Linked DNA regions of Sus scrofa: region 2 is linked to region 1. A link is a contact called in public HiChIP or PLAC-seq data. All regions are on one chromosome and are shown on one strand. The core of a region is the stretch at or near the end of the contact, and the rest is flanking DNA. Distances in the headings are between cores, read along the strand shown. Region 1 holds the start of FBXL3 (F-box/LRR-repeat protein 3). Region 2 holds the start of MYCBP2 (E3 ubiquitin-protein ligase MYCBP2).

Region 1 (4,574 bases), core at 1,083-3,582:
ATATGGAGGTTCCCAGGCTAGGGGTTGAATTGGAGCTGTAGCTGCCGGCCTACACCACAGCCACAGCAACATGGGATCCAAGCCGTGTCTGTGACCTACACCACAGCAACACCGGATCCTTAACCCACTGAGCAAGGCCAGGGATCAAACCCACGACCTCATGGTCCCTAGTTGAATTCGTTAACCACTGAGCCACGACGGGAACCCCACAAGAAAATCTTTTTTAATCTCTTTTATGATTGACTTTATAACTTACGTTTTATTATAATTATGTTATTTAATATCCAAACAAATGGCATTTTTAGCTCTCCTTTTGTTAGTTATTTCTAACTTTATTGCATTCTTTTTTTTTTTTTTTTTTTTTGCTATTTCTTGGGCCGCTCCTGCAGCATATGGAGGTTCCCAGGCTAGGGGTCGAATTGGAGCTGTAGCCACCAGCCTACGCCAGAGCCACAGCAATGCAGGATCCGAGCCATGTCTGCAACCTACACCACAGCTCACGGCAACGCCGGATCGTTAACCCACTGAGCAAGGGCAGGGACCGAACCCGCAACCTCATGGTTCCTAGTCGGATTCGTTAACCACTGCGCCACGACGGGAACTCCCCACTTTATTGCATTCTGTCTTACAAACACTGTATGATGGAATTTAAATTTCTTTTGTGGCCTAATTTATGGTCTATCTCCTAAAGTGTTTTGTTTTCTATAGTAATTTTCTGCAGTACAAAATTCTAGGAGTTCCCATCGTGGCGCAGAAGAAACAAATCTGACTAGGAACCATGAGGTTGCGGGTTCGATCCCTGCCCTTGCTCAGTGGGTTAACGATCCGGTGTTGCCGTGAGCTGTGGTGTAGGTTGCAGACTCGGCTTGGATTCGGCGTTGCTGTGGCTCTGGCGTAGGCCGGCAGCTGTAGCTCTGATTCGACCCCCAGTCTGGGAACATCCATATGCTGAGGGTGTGGCCCTAAAAAAAAAAAAAAAAAAAAGACCAAACGAAGAAAGGGATACATTTGGAGTGTGAAAGTTTTAATGTGATATATTAATATATACTGGTTATGTTTGCTGATTTGGTTTAATGTGGTTTGCTGATCATTTATTCTGTTAACATCCCTTTAAATAAATGGACCTGTATTTTCTTGTTTTTCTTCCTCTAATAATTATCACTGCCTGTCTTCCTATTGTCCTTTATCATCCAGTCACAGAGGCACCTAAACAATGTTGCAGTGCAGGTACAGCCACATTATTTTGTTTCTAGAAACTTCGTGCAGTTTGACTTGCTGATCAGACAGCCAAGCCCTAACAGAACAGCGGCATTTCCTCCCTTCCCCCCATTGAAGAGTACCATAAATTTTACACAAGGCTTCCTAGCTCAATCTGGGGAGGGGGGAGTCATAGAAGAGCGGGCATCACAGTCTTCCAGTCTCCTACACATGGGTCAGATATTCAAAAAGACATATTTGGATGGAAAACTACTTGCTTTATTTTCGAAGGAGAGAGGATGCATGACTCACGTTATGATTTTGCAACTAAGGACAGTTCTAACTTTAAGAAAACCTAGTATTCAAAAATTAAAACTTTAAAACAAACTAGGTAGCAGTTACACACATATCTCTGTTTACCAAAGGTTTCACCAGAGTTTTAAGCAGACATCTAGTCCTTTACACTTTCCTCATTGTGTTTCAGAAAGCTATTTATAAACTTCAGGAGTCTATTTACTTTATAAAGCTGTTTTTGTTGTTGTTTTTTCAGGGGCGGGCCCGCGGCATAGGGAAGTTCCCAGGCTAAGGGTCCAACCCGAGCTGCCACTGCTGGTCTACACCACAGCCACAGTAACCCCAGATAGCAGCAAGGGCTGCGACCTACACGCAGCTTACCACATCGCGGAATCCTTAACCCACTGAGCAGGCCAGGGGTGGAACCCGAGGGCTCATGGAAACTAGTCGGGTTCGAGTTACCGCTGAGCAACAGGGGAATTCCCTAAAGGCGATTGTTAAACAGTAATAACCCTGATGACAAAAATCATTTTTAGGAAAATTGAAAAAATAAAAATACTTTAAAATTTATAAATCATCATCATCAAAATCATCTGTAATCCCAACGTTAACACTGTCATCACTTTGCTTTAATTTCCCGCAGTTTATGAAAACACCGTATGTGTACACGATGTATATTATTATGACATACCCGTTAAGGGATACAAGGCGTGTATCATTAGAGCCCGTATTTTACCCACTTGGGTTACGCGGGGCGGGCGTGGCCTTCTGAGGCCCCGCCTGGCGCGCGGAGGTGTGTCAACTGCAGCAGCTGCTGTTTATCCCCCGAGCCCGGAACCAGCTGCTGGGCTAAGGCCGGCCCTAAAGACTCTCGCTCCTTTCTTCTTGCTGCTCCACCTCCTCAAACTTTCCGCTTTCCACCGTTGAAAGTCTCCTGGGCATCTAGCTGGCTCCAGCCCTCCCACATTCGCTGCAAGACGAAAAACCCTCTAAAAGCCGCAGTCTCATCAGAGAGAGGAAAGCAGCCGACACTCCGCCCGGAACCAGAAGGACGAAGCACCGAGGCGGGCGGGGTGGCGCGCGCTCCCGCTTGGGCGCGGCCCCCTCCAGCCCCCGACCCCGCCCTCCGCGGACGCGCCGCGGCGGACACGCGCCCGCCCCCCTCGACGGAGACGCGCCGGGGGAAGCGCGCGGCCGTCAGTCCGGGCGCCATTTTGGACTCGGTGTCTGGGCCCGCGGTGCAGGGGTAACTACGCGGGGCTCGCAGCTCGCTGAAGGCGGCTCTTGAGGGGACTGGGGGTCCCGGCAGAAGCACGCAGGCCGCGCGGGACTGAGAAGAGAGGCTTTTCCCTCGGCCGTCAGAGCCGCAAAGGTGGAGCCGAGTTGGCGCCCGCCCCGGGACCAGCGCCTCGGATGCGAGCGGAGCGCGGGGGGCGGCGGAGGCGGGAGCGCGAGGCGCGGGGCCCCGGGGGCCTCATGTGAGAGCCACGGGACCAGCCGCCCCCGGAGCCCGGGGTGCTGTGTTGGGGAAGCCGCCCCTGGCAGCAGGTAACGTTGGAGGGCCGGGGCCTTCGGACCTTGGCCCGCGCCGGGGCGGGCCGACAGGGAGAGGGGGTCCCGGGCGCGCGCCGGCCGCCCCTCGGGAGCGCGGGGCGGGGCGCGGCGCCCGGGCGGTGGAGCCTGCTCGGGGGCGTTGCCCCGTGTCTGCTTCAAAACAAGTCAAAAAGGCGTGGTGTGTGTGCGGCGGCCGCTTGCAGCCTTCCCGCGACAGCGCCGCCCCTGCCGTCGGCTTTGTTACCCTCGGCGGGGGCTGGGGACCGGCACCGTGGAGCTCTTGTTCTGCCAGGCTCTTCCCGGTGTCTGTTACGGCCGTGCTTGTAGCGTGAGAAAAGAGACTTTAAGGTGTCAAAACAGACTGCCCTGGGTAGGGCGCAGGAGAAATGTCTGGGAAAGCCTATTTTCGGGAGTGGCGCGGGAGGAGGGGACACCCCTGCGCGCGTCCCCGGGTGGAAAACTTGGTCAACTTGTGATGGGCTGCTTCCCGCCTGCTATGAGCGAGAGCAGCCCTTTCAGGTGGGATTGCAGACATGGAACAGGAGGCAACCCATTAAATGATGGGCCTGCACCTCCAAGCTAAGAGATGAGATGACTGTTATTTTCTGATCCTGTCCATTGCGGCCCAGATCTTTCAGAGTCTTCCTATCCCTGAAATCTTTACAAAAATGCCGTCAATTCCCAATTATCTACAAATGACCGCTAAACAGATTTTCACTACCACACTCTCTGATACCATTTATTTCTGAGTTAGTCTCTGCACTGTTTTATGTTTTACTCTTGTATTTCAGCCAAAGAATGCATACTAATTTTGATATTATGAAAGACTTTTTAGAGCTAAATACAAAAGGGCTTTTAAAATCACTGCAAGTGCAGGGTGCTAAAAGTGCCTAATACAATGAGGGACACATGGCTGAGTGTTCTCTTAGGCTCTTCATTTGATGAACAAGTTGACTGCTTCTTTCAGAGACTCCGGAAATGTGAGGAGTTAATTCTGTAACTCCCTGTGCTGCCCGACTAGGCCAGAAACTGTTAGTTCGCCTTTTTTTTTTTTTTTTTTTTTGTCTTTTTAGAGCCACACCCACAGCATATGGAAGTTCCCAGGCCAGGGGTTGAATCAGCTACAGCTGCCAGCCTACACCACAGCCACAGCAACGCAGGATCCAAACCACGTCTGCGACCTGCACCTTAGCTCATGACATCACCCTATAGTTAACCCAGTGAGCGGAGGCCAGTCATGGAACCCTCATCCTCATGGTTCCTAATGGAATTTGTTTCCACTGAACCACAATGGCAACTCCTTAGTTTACTTTTTGATGCTTCTTAGTAGCATCAGTCCCTCACCAAACACTTTTAGTGGCCGAAGTGGCATTAGTTGTTTGGAGCCGGGAAAAGTTGTAGTTTGAAGTGAACTCCCAGAGCCGTAAAGAGGCCAAGTATGCTAGGTGCTCTACAGAGGTGTAGGTGCTCCACAGAGTCTCTTAGACATTGATGGCGCAGCTTCTCTTCTGCACTCCTGTTCAAACGTA
Region 2 (4,574 bases), core at 1,094-3,593, 280 kb before region 1:
CGCACAGTGCGGCTGCAGGAAGAAAAGGAGGAGGAGGAGAAAAAACGCTGCATTGGCTATCAATTTAGAGTAGAGCGGCAGCTACCGCTGCCGTGGAAGGAAACGCTGCCAACCTCAACAGAAGTGCCACCCTCGGATACCTAAGTGAGCATGTGTGCGGCGCTGCGCACGCCTAGTCGCGCTGCTCAATGACAACGGGTTTCTTAAGAAATTATCCAGTTACCGGGTTTTGTGTGTACCCAGAAGGCTCAGGAAGGGGCCTGTCTGGGAATGAAGGGTACCTTGAAGACCAAAGGGAAATTAAAGAAGGATGAGGAGGGAACTCGTAGACAAATGCTCCAGGTCAGTCTCCAGTGGAAACTCTAAACGGGCAATGACTGCACATGCCACCACCTAAGCCTGAGCTGAAGATGTTTCTCTGTGCCTGGCAACATTTATTCATTCATATATTCATTCATTCATTCATTCAACCAACGTCTGTTTCCCTCCTGCCAGAGTCTGTGCTGGGAGTTGGAAGGCAGTGGGGGAGCAGACACAAGCACCATTTCAGTCTTTATGGAAAAGTCTAGTTTGTTTTGTTCTGTGTGTGACCATTTTTGAAAAGTCATGGGACAGGTGGATATCCTAGAGCTTGCACCATCTCCTGCAGTACTATTTTGACCATTGTTCAGAAGATGAGACTTGCCCAAAGACTTGCAAGGAGCAAAGCCAGGATCCAAATCCACTGTCAGTGCCTTACAGCCACCTCTCTGGCTCTTGCATGGGCCTTTAACTCCTCTAGCCTCTATGTCTTGGCTCACCCCAGGACTGACTGGCGGGGGAGGGGGTCTGGGGGCAGAGAGGTTTCTGTTCAATACAGGTTTGTTAACAGTGCCTAAGCATCAGGACAGGAATTTCCCCCAACAAATACTTACTGGATACCTACCATATGCAAGGTTCTAGACCAGGGGCTAAGGAAGACACAAAGATAAATGAGAAGCTCTGAAGGAGCCTATAAGATAGTTGAGGAAATGAGGCAGTACAAAACCTGTGTAACCGTGCTACTCACATGACGAGAATACTGTGATTTTTCATGCCTGTTCTTTGTTCCCGTCTTCATTATTCCACTTCTACTTATCTTTTTAAAATCAAAATGACATCCATTTATTATTCAAAGCCTCAGATACAATGCACTCCTTTGGCACTCTCTCCTTGCAAAAACTAGAATTTACTTCCCCACTTTTTGTTTGTATTTCTCTAAACAGTGAACAAGGCTTCACTTTTTTTTCCCCCTAGAGAAGGACATTCAAAGATGCTTAAGATCCACTAAGTATTTAAAGGGTACAGCACTGGGATGATAGGACTTAGACAAATGATTTTGTTGGGAGTATAAGATAGGCAAACTCTTCAAATTGAGAGCCAAAAGGATAAAAATAGGAATCAGGATCTTTGGCATATGTATTTCTAGAGCATTTGCTTAGAAGAAGTCAGAATAGCTTGGAACAGGGAACTCAGCAAATATTACATTTTTATAGGTAACAATGATAAGATCTTTGGTAGATTATGACATTTTCAGATGTTACACAGTCACAGTCACAATTATAGTTTCAGATAATATTCAAGAATTATCTTTATAAGTCTGAGCAAAAAAGATAAACCATGAAGTGACCACTGTCAAGAGATAAAAATGCCCTCTTATGGTGAGTGTGGAATCAAAAATGACTATTTTAGAAAAGTATTACTGTGTTAAAGTTTGGCTCTGATATGAATGTTGAGAAGAATTTGGGAATGACTGACTTGTGAATACTCTCATATCTGGGAATTCTACTTTTACAGAAAAAAAAAAAAGCACTAAATTACTACTTGTCCTTTGTAAGTAAAAGCTATTTTAAACAGAAAAATCCTAATGACAAAAAAAAAAAAAAAAAAAAAACCAAGTAAGATCGCCAAGGGGACTTCCAATTCGACTGGCCTCTGTCTTGAATTCTGAGCTCAACCAGCACCAAGTGCAGTACGTCTCCCCGTTGGCAGCACAGACTTTGCAGAAAGGTAGCAGGAATGCCTTGACAGTCATCCTCTGGCGGTGGGCACAGGGCCTCTTTATTTCAGGTCCCAGTTCTCGCACCTGGAGGGAACCCAAACCTGAAGCTGACTAGCCAGAGCTGACAACCTCCGCAGCACTTTCCACACTCTTCCTCAAACTGCTAGTAAAACCTGGAGAAGTGGACTTCTTTTGGATTCTGTGACTCTAAGGCCCCACACCCAAACCCCCGAGGCGGAGGGAGTGGCGGCGCAGAGGGGGTGGGGAGGGCAAGGGGCCGGAGTGACTGAGCATGTGCGAAGAGTGGCGCATGCCCAGTGCGGCCGGCTGCTTCCCATTGCGGGTAGCTCCGGCGGTGGCAGCGGTGGTGGCGGCGGCAGCGGCGGCACCGCCTCCTCCTTCACACTCCTGAGGTGGCGGGGTTAGATGAGCGGCCCCAGTAGCGGCGAGGGCGGCGCGGGAGGGAGGAGGAGGAGGAGGAGGAGGTCGCTGTCTTTGTAGTCTCCCTGCTGCGGGAGCGAGAGGCCCCCGCCGGACTGGTCGTCGTTGGAAAAGGGCTGTGTGTGCGCGCGCGTGTCTGCTTGCCCGGCCCGCGGGGACAAGGCGGCGGCGAGGATGATGATGTGCGCAGCGACTGCCTCTCCTGCCGCCGCCTCCTCGGGGCCCGGCGGGGACGGATTCTTCCCTGCCGCCACCATCTCTTCCTCCCCGGCGCCGGGGGCGCTGTTCATGCCGGTTCCCGAGGGCTCCTTGGCGGCCGCGGGGCTGGGGCTGGGGCTGCCGGCCGCGGACTCCCGGGGTCACTACCAGCTGCTGCTGTCAGGCCGGGCCCTGGCCGACCGCTACCGGAGGATTTACACAGCTGCGCTCAGTGACAGGGACCAGGGGGGCAGCAGCGCTGGACACCCAGCCTCCAGGTGCGTCTCCACACGCCCTTCCTTGCGCCACAAACCGCATGTGCGCCGGTGTGTGTGTGTGTGTGAGTGTGTGTGTGCGCGCGCTCGTGCGTTTGTGTGTCTACGTACGTATTTATTGAGCTGTCTTTCAGCAAGCGCTTGATGCTAGGTGGTAGGAGCTCTTGCTGAGATAGGGTGCGGTGGCAGCAGTTTCTGCTCTAAGTGTGTGTGACTGTCTTTGTGGGGGGCAAGAGAGGGTTGGGAAGGAAGTGTGTGATGCTAGAAAAGCTGGTGGTGCGGGGTGTTTATGACACGTGTATGTATTGTTGGAGGAGGGATGAGTAGAGGGTAATGCACGAGGGGAATTTGCAAGAGTGATGAGGGAAGTGGCGTTTCCAATGTCTCTGCCGCAATGGTATTTGCACGTCTTTCTTCCCCCTCCCCCCCCCCCAAGCCCTTATGACATTCCATCCTCACCTTTCTGCTTCCCCTTTGAAAAAACAAATTTGCCTTTCTTTAAGGGGAGTAGTGGTATCGGTTAAGGATAATGCCATATATATTATATATCTATATAGGATGAGTTTTAGATAATCATGGGGGTTGTAGAATAAGGCATGGCGTTTCAATTTAAGAGATTTATACGAAGGGGATGCAGATGGAGGTTTATGTGGATGTGAAAGGTATCTGATACAGATTTTTAGAGCCGTATTTGGATAACTGGACCACTTGGTCATCTAGAGATGTGGTTGCAGCAGCGCTTGTGTTCTCTTGTCCCATCGGCCATTTCCCTTCATCTTATGTTCTACTTCCTCTGTCACTTTTCAGCTTTAGAGTAGTAGAGGGCGTTTTGTGGGGAAAAGTGGAAACCTAAAGAACTTCAAAATGTGACAGCTGGTGTAGTGATCAGCTGCCACCAACTAGAAAATTTGAGTAGCTCCTAGATCTTTTCCTAGGCTTGGTGCACGTTCAGCTTCCTTGATGATGTTAAATCACTTTCATTTTCTTTTTCTTAAAATATGGGTGTCTTTTTGCTAAGGGCTCTCCTATTGTTTTCCCTTCCATGCCCTTACATGCCACACACCCTGAAGTATGGTGACTGACTTGTTTCACCAGCTTGGCTTTGGCGGTGGTAATTGGGAGTTGGCTTCATCTTTTTTTTTTTTTTTTTTCTCACCCTGTGCAGTACATAGGAAGAGCACAGAATTTTGTACAGTAAGTTACAGAGTTAATTGTATTTATTGAATGTGCAGCTTGTTGGGTAATAACCAGATGCCATTTTCTCTCATTGTGAAAAGGGCTCGGCTGTGAATTAGGTATTTCTGGTTGGCTGATAAGTACTGTGGCTCTTATCCGTTGCAGAGAGTTGTAAAGATGGAGCTTTCTTCACACCTCTTGTGGGTAAACCACTCCCATGTGTGTAATTGTTTACAAGACTGGGATTTGAGTAGTTTTATCATATCAATGTACATGGGTGTCAGTTACATTTTGCTCTTTAAATGGGAGACCGCAGTGGTACAAGTCTGTTTCTTGCTAATGTTTTTGAAGATAGCACAAAACCTCAATAGACAGTTTGCTCTAATAATTAGATATAATTTTGAGCTGTTAATCTCTAAATTATGGCTCTGTAGGAACATGTTTACAAACCCCCTCAAAGAATC

Evidence for each region. HiChIP or PLAC-seq counts read pairs in DNA pulled down with a chosen protein or histone mark.
Region 2: an H3K27ac HiChIP or PLAC-seq map of alveolar macrophages shows a contact between it and region 1. The contact joins the promoter of MYCBP2 here to the promoter of FBXL3 in region 1. A contact is called at or near these places in 2 of 2 datasets of contacts at active chromatin or transcription factors (alveolar macrophages and skeletal muscle).

The regions. Positions count from the first base shown.
Region 1 is chr11:49,149,138-49,153,711 of Sscrofa11.1, reverse strand. FBXL3 (F-box/LRR-repeat protein 3) reads left to right here and starts at 2,332. Exons shown (of 5, transcript XM_003357868.4): 1 at 2,332-3,039.
Region 2 is chr11:49,430,634-49,435,207 of Sscrofa11.1, reverse strand. It overlaps MYCBP2 (E3 ubiquitin-protein ligase MYCBP2), which reads left to right and starts at 2,343. Exons shown (of 85, transcript XM_021065752.1): 1 at 2,343-2,937. The coding sequence starts at 2,636.